Regions from separate parts of the Mus musculus genome. Here all the other regions are linked to region 3. The links are chromatin contacts, called in public Hi-C maps. All regions are on one chromosome and are shown on one strand. Each heading gives the region's core, a stretch centred on a gene start, on an enhancer-like site or on the middle of the called end of the contact. The rest is flanking DNA. Distances are from core to core; before and after follow the strand shown. Region 1 overlaps Hdnr (Hand2 downstream lncRNA). Region 2 overlaps Galnt7 (polypeptide N-acetylgalactosaminyltransferase 7). Region 3 has its middle 78 kb from the start of Fbxo8.

Region 1 (3,666 bases), core at 141-2,640, 710 kb after region 3:
AAATAAAAAGGATGTTTCAACAGGAACTGTTTTAAGGGGGAGGCAGAACAGAGAATTAGGTGGGAAGATGGAAATGCAGTAGGGGTCAGATGACTGAGCATCCCTATCTCCACCATTTCCTGAACTCTTTATTCTCTTCCAAGACAGCTGCTGGAGCCTGTTGCTTTTTCACACCACAGATACTTCATGCTGCCTAATATTCTACCGAGCCAGCCTAGGGGACTTGGATCTGTCTCGCCTGGGGCTAAGAGAATAGTTTCTCTAAGAAGAAAACAGTTCTAATTCAAAGATGCTGGATCTGGCTTCCTTTAAAGCCTGAAGTCGCTGAAGTGGCCATAGAACTATGGGGTCCAGAGGACTGCCAGTCTCAGCCAGCCTTTAGGCTGGAGAGAGGCTGTGGGCCTGCTTGGGGACTAAAATGGATGAATAAGAAACCTGTAAGAAATGTAAACAGATGGAATGGCAAGGAGGAGAGCGCTGGAGATTGTTCAGGTGTGAGCTGAGGTTTCTGAGTTTGTACTGGGGATGCCTTTGCACACAGTGAGGTGCCCCCTCCCTAAGTGGCTCTTGTTTTGCACAAACAGCCCCACCCTGCGCACACACTGTGGGTCTCAGTAGGGACTGAGGGTGTAGGTGCTCAGGTTTTGGGGGTGGTGGTGAAGGGGCACTCAGAATCAACAAGACAGGGCGGGGAAAATCAAAATCAACCAAGGAACCAGCCTTCCATTTCTGAAAAGCCGCGCTCTGGCCCCCGTGCTTCAGTTCTGAAATACGAATAAATGGAGTCAGATCCCGTACTACACTCCGGGGACAGAGTTTTAATGTAAACGTAAAATATGCTTGTAATAATCACTTGTGGGCCCTGAAGCGCCACTAGAATGAATCTCTGTTTAATTATAGGGCATGAGAGGAGTATTACCAGCTAATTAAACCCCATCCTATTTGTAATTCCCCCTCTGCTGCTACCGACTTTTAAATGCGAAATTGCTCTTTCTTTTTAATGTTCTTACATATGAAATTTTAAAAACACGAATGAACTGAAGCGAGAAACAGGGTGAAAGGGGGCGGGGCAGAAAGGAAGAAAGAAGGAAAAGAGCCCCAGGCCCTGGTCCAGAGTCAAATGGGCATCCAAAAGAACACAGGCCTGGCCTTCAGCCGGGGGCTGCGAGAAGCAGCTTCCTCTGGATTCTACTGGGTTTCTACTTCCGCTCTTTTCCAGGAGGAATTCCACCCGGCTCTGGGGCGTGCGTCCGACAAGCCCCTAGGGGGAGAAAGGAGAAGGGTGAAGGCCGGGCTAGTAGTCGCTGCCCGCTGGGCAGCATCTGGAGGCCCGTGCGGGATGCAGGCGAGGGGGATGGAGCGGCGCCGCTGGAGGAAGTGAGTTCACCCCAGAGGGAAGGGGAGGAAGGAGCCTGGGCCGTGCGCGTGAGTATGGGGGAAAGAAGTTGCGAGCTCCGGTCCTGAGGCCTCGGCTCTCCCAGGAGGCCGGTTTGCCGGGGACGCGGTTGCTGAGGCCTTTGGTCCTTCGTGCTCCCTGAGAGCGGGAGCACAAGGTGTGACTTTGGAGCTTCAGGCCTCGGGATGGAAGTTGGAGGTCAGCAAAGCACAGTCGGTTTCTGGCCTACCCAAGCGAGCGAGCGTTCGTTTCTGAGTCTGATTCTGATTCTCCTTGCGCATTCCCTATCACGCCCTCGCTGTTTTTCTCCTATAGCTTCGGTTTGTTGATCGTTAGAACGTGGAGTTATTTGCACTAGAAAGCCAATGACTTTTGAATAGTGACTGAATACTTGTTAAGATAGAATAACATGCTGTGGGAGCCGTTGTCAAACCTGGTGCTAGCTGTACCATCTGCAAGCACCTGTATCATGGCCTGGGTGCTGCGATGCAGCCTGATGAAGTCCTGTGCTTCTAAGAAGGACTTCAAACTGGTGGGGAAAGAAGCCAGCTGGGAGAACAACAGCGCCTGTCTCTTCCCTCACTTCCTCAACTGAATGTGGAGGAGTTGTCTCCAGGCTCTTGCTCACATGGTTGTCTGGACAGAGGCAGGGATGCCCAGGGATGCGAAACGGTTGAGAATAATCTCGCACTGCATCTATGTGCTCTTCTGCACGGGGGTGGGGGTGGGGTGGGGAGGAAGGGGTTGTGTCTTTATTTCCCCATCCCCCAAGTCGGGGGTGGGGTGGGAGGAAATCGCACCTCTCAAGGTTTGTTGAGAAGGTGAGAGGTCTGGCTCCCTCTATTGCCTGAGGTAGGACTTGCTGAGGCCCAAGGTAGGAAAACCAGAACCCCTCTAAGTGTATTGGAGGTAGAGATATTATTGTCAGAATTTGGGGGAGCCTTTGTCTACAGGGCACTGCCTAGGCAGCTAGGTTTGAGTGCTCTAGATCTAGGGTTGAAACTTTTTCATCAGTTTAGTGTCTTGGCCTTCCACTCGGCTTTCAACTCCACCTCTTGAGGAAGCCCCCACATACTTTTTCTCGGGCCCTTGCTGGGTTGACAGGCTTTTTAACAGGATAAAATATTGTTTTCATCTTTTATATACATTCACGCATAAGATGCAGTTGAGGAGTACAGGAAGCAGGGCTTTGCTTCCAGCTGTCACATGGGTCCCCATCTGCCACTAGAGTGCTCAGAGTGCTCACCTCTCTTCCTTTCTCTCCCCTTCCACCCCCACCCCCACCCCCACCCCCACCGCCACCGCCACCCCCACCGCCGCCTTTCCTCTGCCTTCCTGTTCACAACTCCTGGAGCACCACAAAGGGGCTTAGGGATTCTGGTCCCTTCAGGCTAACCAGAGCCCCCCCACCCCCGCCTGCTTGGAAACGCTCCATTTTCCCACAGTATTTCACGTCCATATTACTTTTCACACCCTGTTAGGCAATAATGGCACGGAACCTGCTAAATACTCCCATGCACCAAGCCAGGCCCCCCACAGCACGCCAGATCCCGAGAAGCGTTCTTGCAGCCTTGAAGACTGTTGCTTTCTTCTCTCCTCCTCAGACTGACCACCCTGCCCCTGCTTAATAAAGTGCTGGGCACACAGGTCTAGTGAAAGTCTTTTTTAAAGGGGGGGGGGTAGGAATGCTTAGCCATTGAAAGACAGGGCTCGGGGACAGGTGTGGCTTCTCTTACAAGCTGACATCAGATTGGTGACTTGAAATAATGACAACGCTTGCTTTGGCATGAGCAAAGCCCTGGATTCTCTCCCCAACAGCAATAAATACAGAAATAAACAAAGAGGGCCATTTCCTTGTTCAGGGCATGGAACCTAAACCTCGTTAGTAACAGCTTGTGGACACCCTTTCTCTTCATGGGCACCAGGCCCAGTGGGTAGCACTTGGGCACTAAGGGATTCTGAAGGCACAGAATGCAGTGTCCCCCATCCCTTATTCTGGTTCTTATCTGCTATAACTAGGGGGGAGAAATAGTTATTTAGATCATCTATGGCAGTGGCATTCTGAAAGCCTAGCTATGGTGCCTATAGGGCTGGAATGAAACGCTATACACCTCGGTACTAGCCCTCACCTTCTCAGGAAACTGCTGAGTCTGCCATCTTAGTAGGTCTGGAGGCCTTTGGGTTTCAATGGAAGGATTTCAGGGAAGTCAGTGCTCCTTTGCAGCTCCTCCACAACCCCACCTCAGTTCCTCCATCTGGAGGAGTAATAA
Region 2 (4,004 bases), core at 208-2,707, 900 kb after region 3:
TAGAACAGCATGTTTTAGATAGCTTCCACACCCTCATACTCTGTCACTGGGGAGATGAACAAATGTGTAGTGTCTTAAATACCTAAAACATGTAGATTCTAGTTTTTAATTTTTTTTTTTTAATTTGGGGGTTGGTACTGAGGATTAAATTACTATGTGGTACCTCTGAGTTCTATCCCCAGCCAATATCCATTCGTGTGGTCTTCCTATGTAGTATCTTACTTACGGTTCCCCGTCCCTCTGCTCCTCCCAGTTCCTCCCACCTCCTCTCACATCCAAATCCGATCCCTGTCTGTCTCTCATTAGAAAACAGCCAGGCTTCGAAGGGGTGGTAATAAAGTAAGATAAAACAAGAACCAACACACCAGGGGCTGGAGAGATGGCTCAATGGTTAAGAGCACTGACTGCTCTTCCAAAGGTCCTGAGTTCAAATCCCATCAACCACACGGTGGCTCACAACCATCTGTAATGAGATCTGATGCCCTCTTCTGGTGTGTCTGAAGACAGCTACAGTGTACTTACATATAATAATATATATATATATATATATATATATGAACCAACACTGGACCAAACAAGCAAACAGAAGGAAACCCAAGAAATCACAAGAGTCAGCGACCCAGGGTCCCAGTATGTAGTCCAGGCTGGCCTTGAACTCACATTCCTGCTTCAGCCTCCAGAAAGCCACTCATGACTGCTACTCTTTTCTACTTTAAAAGTTGCTCTTCTCACAGGTCTCTACCAGTGGTTCCTCTTCATTTTCTTTTGTGAAAATAAACACTATCAACCTGTCAGGATTCTCTAATATCTTTTCCAACTCGTTATTAAAATTTGTTTTCGGATCTTGAGAGCTAACTCAGCAGGTTAAGACGCTTGTTTCAAAGCCTCTTGACCCAGGTTCGATCCCTGAGACCCACATAAAGGTGGATGAGAGAACAGGTTGCTCAAAGTTGTCCTCTGACCTCAGGACATGCGTGCATGGCACAGGGCCGGAGTGTCTCTCTCCTCACGCATGTCACACACAGGACACAAACAGTGACAGTGCATAAAAATAAAACTCGGCAATTGACGTGCTCAGAATGCACGAGATGGCGCCTGGGAATATTTTCTAAGGAAGGAACAATGCCTTCAGAGCGGGAGTGGGAGAGCAAACATTACATGATTAGAATGGAGGCCTTCTTCCGAGCCTTTCAGTTTGCAAGGCTTGGCTAATGTTTGAGTTCATAACAAGACAAACTGACTGGTTCTGTCCCAACGGACACCTTGAAGATTATACATTCCGGGTGTGCAAACGAGTGGTCGCTGACTCCTGTGCCTCCCTTTGGTCTCTTTCTTCTGTTTGCTTGTTTTGTCCTGTTCTGATATGTTAGTTCCTGTTTTGTTTTATTATGATTCCTTAGCAGCCCGTCTGTTTTCTTATGAGAGACAGAAAGGAAGCAGATTTGGACGGGAGGCGAGGTGGGAGGAACTGGGAGGAGCAGAGGGAGGGGAAACCATAATCAGGATATGTTATGTGAGGGGGAAAAAATCTATGAGAAAATTCAATCAAAGGAAAAAAATTATACATTAATCCATTAACATGGTCAATCTTGCCAGAAAGCTTTAAACCTGCACAGCCCTAACAGAAAAGCAGCTCCAAGGGCTGCAGGGTCGTGTGAATAAATCTGACCTTTAAAACAACCAACCCCTATTCCAGTCAGCAGAAGGTGAAGAAACAGGAAGGCTCAGCGGCCATTTCTTATTTGCCTGTCTCTACCGCCACCTGCTGGACAGCAAGAGGCAAGAACTTTCTTCTTTAATGGTCTAAGTTTGTTGCTTGTCCTTGACTCATTCACATTTTTAACATTGGATTTAGATCTGAAAACGGCGCTGGTAGCGGCCTCCTGGAACACCAGCATTCGCGAGTTTCTGAGACTGGCACTGACTCTTCATGCCTATCACGGTGGTCTCGCTGCATGATGTCCCTGCTCCAGGGAACACAAGGGATACCTCATTATAGCTCAGTGATTCACCCAAGCAAGCAGGTGTAAATAACTCACGCTGGAAGTCCAAGTCACACATGTGAACACTTGGTCTGCAGATTTATCCATCTAAATTCTACTGGCTACTTGTTCCTGACAACGCGACAGCATAGGCAATCCCGGGAGCTGGACGACGGCATACCTTGAAGTACTGCCATTCCTTAAATTCATTTAGGTTACAGTGTGTGATCATGACTTTGGATCCATCAGGCCCCTTTGTCAAACACTGGTCGTACTGCATGAGCTGGTTTGCTTCATTGATTCGGAAAAGCTATTGAACAAACAAAATGGAGATGTCTTTCTCGCCAACACATGTTTTATGAAAAGGATGAAATATAACTCCTATAATTAACCTGAATAACTTATTCTATAATTTTTGTCCATGTTGGAGACCTCTAGTCTGCAGACAAGAACTACTGTCATTCTGAGATTAGTGAAGACTTCTATCAATATAAGAATTACACTCTTAATTCTTTAAGCCTCTAATACACAGAATGGGTAATTAACACATTTATCATTACCAACAACAAAAAAAAATTTAAAAGCTAGAAGCAAGCCTAATAGTTTTTTCACAACTGAAATTAGACATATGAAAATCCCTACATTAGGAAGCAAGAGAATATGTGTAAAATAATATTTGTGTAAAATACCTACCGGTACCGGAAGTAAACCAATTTCACTTAGTAAACCCCATTTGCAAACCTTTAGGGGTTAGGCTTACTCAGTCATCATTAGTATACGTTCCCATGTTCCCACAAGAACATACTTTTATCACTTGTGTGCAGACATTTCTACATTTCCCTATTTAAGTGAAATATTTTAGCTTTACTGAACATTTTTTATTAAGTCAAAATTAATAAATTAAAAACCAAACAAAGGGCTAGAGAGATGATGGCTCAGAGGCTAAGAGCACTGACTGCTCTTCTTTAGGTCCTGAGTTCAATTCCCAGCAACCACATGGTGGCGCACAACCATCTATAAGGAAGTCTTGGCACCCTTTTCTGGCATGCAGGCATATATGCAGGCATAACAAATGGATGGGTAGATGGATCTTAAAAACAAAACAAACAAGCAAACCAAAACCCAAACCCAAACTAAACTCGTCTGTCTGTGACCAGTGAGTCTGGTGGATCTCAGTGCTGACCAGCCCTGAAGGAAGGGGACTCACCTGGTTCCCACCCATCCTGTGGCAGGGTCCTAGCTCCACGAAGCCTCCATTCGTCTTCCCCATGCTATCAATACAGTATGCAGTTTCGAGGCCTCGGATCTAAAGGATGAAGAGAACCAACACACAGGAAACAGTATGGTTTGTAACAAGCCAGCACCCGAGTGTGAGACTTCCAAGTTCAATGTACTGTCACGGAGTTCAGGGCTGTTGTGGTGCCGGGCTGTAACTAGTATCACCAACCTGTAGGTCTGTTTTAGCATCCATGTGACTGAGAGGCACAGAGAGGCGAGCTCTGTAAGTACACTGGGGGCAGACAGCCGCTCTGGACACGGAACAGACCCTGCTTTCTCAGTCCTCTCACTGGCTGGGCAGCACTTCTTGGGGAGGGGACTCAAGGTGTCTCAGAACAAGGATAACGGCACACAGTGTGGCTCTCCTCTAACTACCACGGAGTGGTTAAATGGAGGCAAAAGCAAATAGCCATTCCGCTCATTTGGGATAGAATTTTGTGCTAAAATAATCACATTTAGAGGAATTTTGTCTTCATCTCAATTATAGGTCACTGTACCATTCGGATCTAGTGCTGATTCTGTGGGTTCTGAGGAGGATACGAGCTCTTGAGTCCATGGAGATGAGCAAGTCACAGTCCCCTGGACCACCACCACTTGGGGACAAGCAGGTGTGAGGTCCAAAGAGGAGTTGAATGTGCAGATGAAGCAGCCTACACACTGCCCAGGGAAGCTCAGACTTCTCAGGGGACATCTTTTAAATTGGGGTTTATTTCGGAATGCTCAGCAGATGAATGGAAAGGATAA
Region 3 (4,090 bases), core at 668-3,167:
AAAATAAAAATAAATGTCGCTACCGTCTCCGACCAGCAGAAAAGAAGCGACGAAACCGACGTCCTTCTCAAGGCAGTTTACTCCGGAACTTCACAAATGTGTAAGAAAAAGAATGCCCGACCTCCCTCGGTGATCCCCCTTTATCCCCTCACGTCCACTCCCCATCACCCCAGTCCACGTAGGCACAGTTCATTGGCTCAGGACTACATTCATCACATCATCCGATCTTACGTCGTGGTGCATCTGTGCAATGCAGCTCAAGGTACGTGGCTATCTTGAGGGATATGAGGAAATCAGGTGCCAGTCATAAGACTTAGCAGCAGTCCCGGGCACTATTTTGGGGCCATGGCCACACCCACTGCTCACAAATAAAAGTTCACGGGAGTGAGATAGTCTGGTCATATCTTACTGTAGGGAAGAATACATGTATAGAGTTATGATGCAACATCTTACTCAAGCACTCTCCAGTAACTTTCCACCTAAGAATAGAGACGATGAATGTCCACATTTGTGACAAATTACATGAAGACATGAGAGGTTTCCTGGCTGAACCTAGAGAGGAGTTAAGTGCCTAATGCAAAAGACCAGTCCAGATGAATAAAACGTACCTGGTATCATGGGTACTGGTAACAAGACACAAGGGGGAAACCCATTTTAACTGCTGTCATGCTAGAAGAATAGAAGGTTCACATAGAAATGAAAGACTTGTGTTGCTTGAAAAGTAGGAATTCCGCTGACTAGCTGTAGAGATGAATAAAGAGAGTGCCCCCAAACCCTGTCCCAACCTATCCTTTCCCCTTGCTAAATATCTTTCCTCCACTCTCCCAGCCTACAAGAGTCTGCATTTCCTTTTTTTTTTTTTTTTTTTTTTTTTGGTTTTTTGAGACAGGGTTTCTCTGTATAGGCCTGGCTGTCCTAGAACTCACTCTGTAGACCAGGCTGGCTTCAAACTCAGAAATCCGCCTGCCTCTGCCTCCTGAGTGCTGGGATTAAAGGCGTGCACCACCACCGCCCAGTGAGTCTGCATTTCCTGTTGCTGCCCTTCCTGTCTCTTTTTTAGCCTCCTCCCCCCATACCTAGCTTAGTGGGCCCAGAACACCTCAGAGTTTCCTGAGGTGATAACGCCAGGGATCATGTGTCTTCTCTATTACTACTGTCATTACATGCCAGATCTTCCCAGGCCTTCTCAAGACCTGACTAGGTCTCAAGAGCAAGCAGATGTAATTTATTCCCACAGAGGAACTATTGGGTGATTTAATGGACTCTCTGGTTGAACCTTCTATTGCTGCCCTAAAGCGGATGTTTTGTGTGCTGTTTAAACATAGGATGAGAAGCTAACATTTTAAGCAATTTCACTACAAGGTGAGCTATTTTCGGGGCAGGGACACTTTTAATGATGGTTCTACTCCTCACATAAGTGAATTCTGTTATTATCTAAAACGGTACTGAAACATCCCTACCCTCCCACCATTTTCACATAGTCTTGCTGCGTTTCTCAAACTGGCCTCAGCCATGAGACCCTTCTACCTCAGCACTTGAAAATGGCACTAATAGCTGTCCATTGCTCCCCTCTCCTCTTCTGGGGTCCTAGGAGCACAGCTTGAAAATTACTATTTTATATGCAATAACTATGTCAAACATTCACCTTACTGAAGATATTAGAAACAACCCATTAGAGGTACAGTTTGCATAGTGGGAAGCATCTTCAAGGACAACTGACGAAAACAACATGTATAAGATGCAGAGACTGAATGGCTCTCATCCATGGTTCATAAGTATAGTTATAAACAATGATTCCCGAGAAAAGCTCACTTTTATGTGTTCCTTTAACTAAGGTCTAGCTGTGTCACCATCTGTGCTGAGGAATGTACACTAGGAAAATCACAATGAGAGGTCTGGAAAGAGAGCCACAGGAGCAGAAGGCGGTGCAAGTTGTGGAGATATTTTCCCCCCTGTTATCCCCATTTGGAGCAGGTCAGACTGCAATGATAACAGCTGCAGAAACAATTGGAGACCTTATTCATAAAATCAAAGGCAGCATGCCAGATGGCCACCAACCAAAGGCACTGAGGCTGGAGAGGATTAGCAAAAGCTGGTGCAGTGGGGGAACAAACCCTCGGAGAATAAACATCTTTGTACGTCTGCTGAATTGTAAAAAATCAGAAGGAAAACAGTCTTAAACGTTTGTTAAGGAGGAAGTTTATCTGCAGAGAATAATTTCTTGTTTTTTTTTTTTTCCTCGCTGATGGAAATAGCTTAAAAACAATTTTTTTTTCTCGGTTGAAAATTTGGTCTGTTCAAGTTGCTCTGTAGCTTTTCTTGTCTCTTTTTATAATCTCGATGTGATACAGAAATAGTAGGGAAAAGAGGATCTCTGCTTCTTCAGTTACCTTTACTTAAAGCTGTGTGTTTGACAACTGCTACCTCGGTCTGAGTGGCTGATATACTTAGAAATGAGCTGCTCTTTGCAAGGAAAGCATGATTATTTGGAAATATACACATCCTGGCTACATATCATGCCAACCAAGACGAAGTGCTGCCAACCCATGCTACCAACGTCTAGCAATGTCACTGGAGTAAACAGGCTTGACTGTGAAGAAAATACCTAATGCTTTGTTGGTAAATATTAAAACCATTATGACAATATATGCCTAATGTGTTAAAAACTGAAAATGAAAGACAAGTTCATCAAATCAAAGTTATCATTTGTCATTCATATACACATAAATCTTGTGGCTGAAAATATTTATTTTGTATGACTATGTTGCCAGCATACATGTGTTCACATGTACCTCATAGGTGCCTAGTGCCCTAGGAATCCAGAAGAGGGCATAGATTCCCTGGAATTGGAGTTACAGGAGATTGTGAGTCACCGTGTGGCTGCTAAGCACTGAAACTTGGTCCAATATAATAATAATACTAATAAGTATATATATAATATAAGTATAAGTATATATACTAATAAGTATAATATAATATATATAATATAATAAGACTAATAAGTACTCTTAACTGCCCATATATCTCTCCAGCTCCTCAAGACAATATTTTATAATGCCGAACCTTATCCTTATGAGAGTCTCTGAGCCCACAGAATAAAGAAAAAACTTTTGAAAGTCATTTCTGTACATGTTTATTGAAAAGAAAGTGGTCACCAAGAAAAATAACATGAGTTAGAACTTCAACATAAACTGAAATTGTGATGTAATGAGCTACCAAAATTCTAAACACAAAATATTAGTATTTTCCAAAATTCTGAGAAAAATATTTTCAAGTTTCTAAAAGTAATCTAAAACAATATTTTAAAAACTAATGTCCCGGCTAGAGAGATGGCTCACCTGTTAAGAGCACTGACTGCTCTTCCAAAAGTCCTGAGTTCAAATCCCAGCAACCACATGGTGGCTCACAGCCATCTATAATGAGATCCGATGCCCTCTTCTGGTGTGTCTGAAAACAGCCACAGTGTACTTACATATAATACATAAATAAATCTTTAAAAAAATTAGTTTCCATCAAATATGTTTAATTTCTAAGAAAAATTTAGGCCTTTGTAATCACTATTTAAATTTTGAACACTAACTTAAATAACAAGATTAGCAGTAAAAAAAAAATCTAATTCAAGGGATTTATGTCCAGCTTGCATTCTGGATTTTGACTGCACAGTGTGAAGAAAGAAAAAGGAAAAGCTGTCCCTGTCATATAGTTTGGTGAATTCAAAGCAGTGATTTTGATAGCTAAAGTTTAGATTCTGAGGGACTCTGGCTTACCTAGCTGCGTTCTCCATTAACCAAACAAACAGCTTGACACTGAACATTGACAGTATCATATACTATTTCAAATTAGAATTACTAAACACATTGCTCAATCATGACTGAAATGTACTTTCTTCCAAAGCTTAACAGTTTAATATTATTTTTATAAGAAAAGAATTATCCTGGGTTCTTATTATTTCATAGTGTGATCCATACTCTTAAAATAATCATAGGACTGGAAGACATTTACCAAGCAGTGACAAGGTGGGTGGCCTGTCATGTCATTTCTAATATGTCTAAATGAAACGGAGATGCACGTAATTATGAGAAAAATTTCA

Evidence for each region. A called contact is a pair of places that touch in the nucleus more often than the background predicts.
Region 1: a Hi-C map of uterus shows a contact between it and region 3, with 3 times the contacts expected there. The contact joins two enhancer-like sites. A contact is called at or near these places in 3 of 39 promoter capture datasets (frontonasal cranial neural crest, maxillary cranial neural crest and second pharyngeal arch cranial neural crest), 1 of 15 datasets of contacts at CTCF or cohesin (stem cell-derived epiblast-like cells), 12 of 484 Hi-C or Micro-C datasets (the N1E-115 cell line, Sertoli cells, cranial neural crest and 4 more), 12 of 115 datasets of contacts at active chromatin or transcription factors (astrocytes, craniofacial prominence, embryonic basal ganglia and 8 more) and 2 of 9 other capture datasets (embryonic tail and embryonic trunk).
Region 2: a contact with region 3 is called in a Hi-C map of the N1E-115 cell line, with 8 times the contacts expected there. The contact joins two enhancer-like sites. A contact is called at or near these places in 3 of 484 Hi-C or Micro-C datasets (the N1E-115 cell line, embryonic stem cells and myocytes).

Annotation. Positions count from the first base shown.
Region 1 is chr8:57,339,686-57,343,351 of GRCm38.p6, forward strand. All of the region lies in intron 1 of Hdnr (Hand2 downstream lncRNA), which reads left to right. Among named protein-coding and RNA genes, the nearest start is that of Gm34030, 6.4 kb to the left of the region's middle. Within about 2 kb of position 1,391, at least 31 of the 459 cell types and tissues checked have an H3K27ac peak or open chromatin away from gene starts, as enhancers often do. A contact at or near this core is called in uterus, where this site is marked.
Region 2 is chr8:57,529,439-57,533,442 of GRCm38.p6, forward strand. It overlaps Galnt7 (polypeptide N-acetylgalactosaminyltransferase 7), which reads right to left. Exons shown (of 12, transcript NM_144731.4): 10 at 3,190-3,288; 11 at 2,164-2,292. Among named protein-coding and RNA genes, the nearest start is that of Gm51574, 8.8 kb to the right of the region's middle. Within about 2 kb of position 1,458, at least 91 of the 459 cell types and tissues checked have an H3K27ac peak or open chromatin away from gene starts, as enhancers often do. A contact at or near this core is called in the N1E-115 cell line, where this site is marked.
Region 3 is chr8:56,627,379-56,631,468 of GRCm38.p6, forward strand. No RefSeq gene overlaps it. Among named protein-coding and RNA genes, the nearest start is that of Fbxo8, 78 kb to the left of the region's middle. Within about 2 kb of position 1,918, at least 12 of the 459 cell types and tissues checked have an H3K27ac peak or open chromatin away from gene starts, as enhancers often do. A contact at or near this core is called in the N1E-115 cell line and uterus, where this site is marked.